Regions from separate parts of the Oncorhynchus mykiss genome. Here region 1 is linked to region 2. Evidence: chromatin contacts called from public Hi-C data. All regions are on one chromosome and are shown on one strand. The core of a region is the stretch at or near the end of the contact, and the rest is flanking DNA. Distances in the headings are between cores, read along the strand shown.

Region 1 (2,839 bases), core at 195-2,694, 240 kb before region 2:
CACAGAGAGAGAGAGAGAGAGCATTAACATGAATATGATTCCCATACTGATGTTATACATTGATGAATAAGTGTCTTTATGAATATCAGTCTTACCTGCTTGACTGTCTGACACTGGCTGCTACATCACAGATAAGGACAAGCACAGAAAAACACATGTCAAAATATTGTAATATGGCAAACTTGATGCAATATAACAAATAAACAAAGAATCACCTTCTCTTCAGTGTTGAGTGCAGATTTTCCCACAAGAGTCAGATTGTTGTCTCTTTTTGGTAAGAGAGGTGGTTTAACATTCTTCACTTTTGTTTCACCGCCATTCTCCTTCAGTTTCACTTGAAGCTCAACCACCCCAATGGGTTTTTTAAAATCTATCTTATGATCTCTTTTAGCCAACACTTTCTGCAGAGCTGGGAAAATGATAAAATACCATCATTAGGTACAGTATATGTAGTCTCTGCCTAATTAACCCATTGTACAAAACCAGATTCTGCTGTTTTGGCTCCTAAGACATTACATTACTGAACACAATCTTGGTGCCTCAGATGTTTGTCAAAATACTTTACATTAACTGTTTATCACAATACTTCAGATATAGGCCTGAGCAAAATAGATAAACTGTATAATTAGGCTAATTTATTCACAATCAGATTTTGTGTCTAAATTGACAGTATGTAAATATTTTGATTTCAAAATAATTTTATAATTACATGCATCTTCGAGGTAAACGAGCAGAGCCTTCTTCTTGTCCCCAGGATAGTCTTGAATTTGTAATACCTCTCCTCCAGACCTCCTTTTGTTTTTGAAGTACAAATCCAACTTGGATCTAATTTTGTCTAGGTCGACAGGCAGACCCTCCAAAATCAGTGTTTTTTCCGTCATTATTCAGAAAATTAGGTCGACCTATATTGATTGAAGCGTGATCATACTTGTATGACTCTTATTTCAGAAACTTTGATTGCTCACCTGTCCTGTTGAAGTGACAGTTCGTGTCTCAGAGGAACGAGGATTCTGAGACTCCACACTCTGAAATCGTGCTACAGTGTCTTTTTTTATTTCGGTTATTATGGAAAATCCGTGCTAATATGTTGTGTTGAGCCCAGATGGTTGCGCCCTGTATAGTGCATAAAATAACTTTCACTTTTGATTTTAACCTCGTGACTTCAAGGAACTTGAATTATTAGTGAACAAGAAAGTGAATCGGTTCTCCACCGAGGTAAAACCAGTTTTAAATTGGATATTCGCGCTTTCAAACCACTTGAGCCACAGACTCCAAATAAGTGTCATGATTTTGGACAAATTGCGCACAACATTGCACAGGTCTTATTTTCACGATTTGGACATTCATTCGCTTTCCAAAGCTAATAAACATGTGGAAATGTGAGCAAGCAGCATTTTGTATTCCTAGATTAATTAGTTAGGGAGCGTAAACAAAGTTGAAACTTTTTCTACATTCGAATTTCAATAGCTCCTTGGTCATGTGACCTATTTGACTCAAACAAGGTTCAGAATGTCCACTCAGTGGGCCTACACATTGCAGACCCTTTAGTTTGTCTATTTTCATCTCATGCAATTTTTCAATGTTTTTCAATGTTTCTAATTTCAATAGCTCCTTGGTCATGTGACCTACTGACCTCAAACAAGGTTCAGAATGTCCACCCCTCTGTCAATTTGACCAGCAGGCTGTAACAACATATTGCTTTGATATGAACTTAATATGAGGGAACTAAAAAGAAACAAACACTCACAGTATTGACTCTGCTAGCTTCAGATCTATGCCCAGATCCCTGAGAAGAATGTGAAGTTTACCAGTAAGGAGAACGAGGGCAGTGATGACAGCGGTCAGTGCATCAAGGAAAAAGGTACAGGAATCAGGGCGGCCAGATATGAACAGACAAAGGGACCATGTCTTCTCATTTTGGATTAGCCTTTGATATATAATAGGATAGATCACTTACTTTTGTGGCTTGATAAAGGACAAATGAATGTATAGTAATGTATGGTACAAATCAGATTTGATCCTATTCCAGAGTTATCTATGTTCATTGTATGTGTAATACTGGGATTCCCCTTTTTTCCCTAGTGGCAGCACAGATCCTGAAGATGGCCAAGTGCACTGTGTCCTGTGACAAAGACAAAGTGTATGTGAAGCCTAAAAGCCTTACACTTGACCCCTCTGTGAAGTTTGAGGTACAGTAGTTCACACAATTAATGTTATATTTAAGTACCTTGAAGACATTAAAGAGTGACTGCCTTTAAAAAGCAACAAATCCCTTTAAAAATGGACGATGTGGCATCGATTCGAGTCAGAAACAGTTATTCTACTGTCAAAATTGACTACAAAGTGTAAATAGGTTAATTTTGGTCATAAAGTCAGTCTCTTCTAAAACGGAGTTTGGAACATCTGTGCATCACAACGGGTAAATGAAGGTTGGGTTTTGATTTGATGATGTCCATTTGCACACTAACATGGGGTGAACAGCTGCAGTGATTGCTCTTTATCCAATAGCATAGACAGTGAGACAAACCTGACCAGCACCTCCAACTTTGTTTTCATAAGACAAAACATTGCACATTTTCTTACTTGAGAAATAATGCACCAAACACCTTAGTTAGATGTAAAACTAAAACATCCTTGGCAAAAACATCATCATGGTTATTTTATTCTGTGCCTACAGTGTCTCATGGGGGACAAACGTCAAAAACCAAACGGGGATGAAACACACCTCCAAGACTGAAATCTCGTTTTTCTAATGAGCAACAGAAAAACACACGTGCCAATCGGTGTGTTTAGTGGCCCTTAAAAGACAATCTCCTACACCCGATAATGATTGAGTCTG
Region 2 (2,735 bases), core at 79-2,578:
AGCCTCTGGTGGCACAGGTAGCACTTAGACCACTGCGCCACCCAGGAGTTCGGGTCATTGTCCTGTTGAAAATCAAATGATAGTCCCACTAAGCGAAAACCAGATAGGATGGCATATCGCTGCAGAATGCTGTGGTAGCCATGCTGGTTAAGTGTGCCTTGAATTCTAAATAAATCACTGACAGTGTCACCAGCAAAGCACCCCCACACCATCACACCTCCTCCTCCATGCTTCACGGTGGGAACCACACACGTGGAGATCATCCGTTCACCTACTCTGGGTCTCACAAAGACACAGCGGTTGGAACCAAAAATCTCAAATTTGGACCATGGGACAGATTTCCACTGTTCTAATGTCCATTGCTCATGTTTCTTGGCCCAAGGATGTCTCTTCTTCTTATTGGTGTCCTTTACTAGTGGTTTCATTGCAGCAATTCGACCATGAATGTCTTAATAATGCAGTCTTCTCTGAACAGTTGATGTTGAAATGTGTCTGTACTTGATCTCTGTGAAGCATTTATTTGGGCTGCAATCTAAGGTGCAGTTATTCTAATGAATGTATCCTCTGCAGTAGAGGTAACTCTGGGTCTTCCTATCCTGTGGCGGTCCTCATGAGAGCCAGTTTCATAATAGCGCTTGAAGGTTTATGCGACTGCACTTGAAGAACAAACATTTGTTCTCAACAGACTGGTCCACAGAACGTTTACACTCAAATAAATACATTGAGGGAGTTTGATTAACGGGCGTGAACGGCTAACAGTGGTGAGAAACCGCCCTTCTCAAATCAGAACGTTCCAAAGTTAATGTTAACCCGGTTCATTAATCAAATGCCCTCATTAGCACAGCAACCTCTATATTTTACCTTTATTTAACTAGGCAGGTCAGTTAAGAACACATTTTTATTTACAATGACAGCCTACCCTGGCCAAATCCTAACCTGCACGACACTGGGCGCCACCCTATGGTACTCCCAATCACGGACAGTTGTGATACAACTGGAATCGAACCAGGGTCAGTAGGTACACCTCTAGCACTGCTGCACCACTCAGGAGGTACACTGCTCTTCAGGTACAAAGCTCTCATCTGAACGGGAGTTTGAGGATTATTTTATACATTATACACTGACGAAAACTTTCACATTCATTTTTGTCTGAAACTCTCCTTAGAATTGCCTTTGCTGGCATCAATCTGTAGGTACATGCTGCCACTCATGGATAGGGATATAACGACATCTAGTGTGCAAACATGATTCTGCATTTTGATGTTATTTCTTTTTTTGCAACCTTGTTACGTCAAGCCATTTATGTTGCTCGTAGGGTTCCGTCATTTATCCACGTAAGCGCATGTGCACAACGAAAGGTGAAGCAGATAGATGGCATTCGAGCTAAAGTTAGGTCAAGGATAAACACAGATAAGACCTATTGATATTTTCAACGTATTTTATTGATTCATGTTTGCAAGAAGGGGATATTCTTCAACGCATTTAATTAAGGTAAATATATTACATTTATTGTCAGAGCCTAAACTACTATAAATCGGCCAACGTAGAGCTAGCTAGCACATTAGCTGTGTGGTCTTGCCCCTCAGTAAATTTGTTTTTACTTTCGATATTCAGAGTTTGCTCGTCAATAGCTATCAGACGGAGTCATAGGATGATGATAGGATATATTGAGAATCAGATGATGTTAGAGAGCACTTTCCTTAACAGAGAAGGAGGCATTATGCTGATTTCTGACGCTCAGGTGGTTTAGGTACAGTCGTAAAAGTGCAATATTGGGGATTGAACGTAAACAAAATATACGTTTTTACATTCCCTTTCAGGAGGGTTAGCCCTATATGCAGATTACACACTACATAGGGCGTCATTTTAATTACTTAGCTCTAACGACTAAGAGTGCTATATTTGACCCATTTTTTAAATGTATTTAACCTTTATTTAACTAGATAAGTCAGTTAAGAACAAATTCTTATTTGCAATGACGGCCTATCGGGGAACACTGGGTTAACTGCTTTGTTCAGGGGCAGAACGACAGATTTTTACCTTGTCAGCTCTAACCACTAGGCTACCTGCCGTCCCTATGTAAACTGAAAATAAATGTACTGCAGTTTAGCGGTTCATTAGTTGGATTCTGTTGCAAAACATTTGGTCTGTTGGGAAACATATCTGAAAGAAGGTGGAAGGAACCCTGTGGACTTCACTCCACTTTAGAGCATGGAAGAATTGATCATTTATAGTTGTGAAGCTTGTGCCAAACACTTTAAAGACTATTTAGATTGGAATGGTCAGGAAACCATACAGTACTTACTGTCTTTGCCATAACATTAAAATGAACTACAAATTCCATTTAAGAACCCAACTTCTTTTACGTCATGTTGCAAGAGCATTTGGAGTAAACCGTTTCTGTTACAAAACATTTTGCAACAGAATCTGACCAATGAATACACCACAGCTCTCACTTTTTAGTTAGCTAACATTAGCTGGCTAGCTAGCTAGCTAACATTCCCTACAGTCCTGCTGTATGTACCCTGTTATGTAATGTTGTGGCAGCTATGTCGTCTGAAATAGTTGTCAATGAGCACTAAGTGACGGTACTACTGGGTAAGGTAGATACAGGATATTTTGAATTGTGATTCAAATTATTTGTAGCCAGCTAGTTAGCCTGTTGACAGTCAACTGCACCATCTTTCAGTGTTTTGTGTCTAATGAGATTTATCTCAATGAGATTTGTGCAGTTG

The links. Hi-C and Micro-C count contacts between places; a contact is called where the count stands out from the background.
Region 1: a Hi-C map of liver shows a contact between it and region 2, with 5 times the contacts expected there. The contact joins the promoter of parp14rs3 here to the promoter of LOC110520193 in region 2. A contact is called at or near these places in 2 of 3 Hi-C or Micro-C datasets (blood and liver).

What each region holds. Positions count from the first base shown.
Region 1 is chr3:53,630,379-53,633,217 of USDA_OmykA_1.1, reverse strand. It overlaps parp14rs3 (protein mono-ADP-ribosyltransferase PARP14), which reads right to left and starts at 1,444. Exons shown (of 26, transcript XM_021597348.2): 1 at 710-1,444; 2 at 216-409; 3 at 96-117. The coding sequence starts at 881.
Region 2 is chr3:53,392,911-53,395,645 of USDA_OmykA_1.1, reverse strand. It overlaps LOC110520193 (cobalamin trafficking protein CblD), which reads left to right and starts at 1,328. Exons shown (of 8, transcript XM_021597342.2): 1 at 1,328-1,491.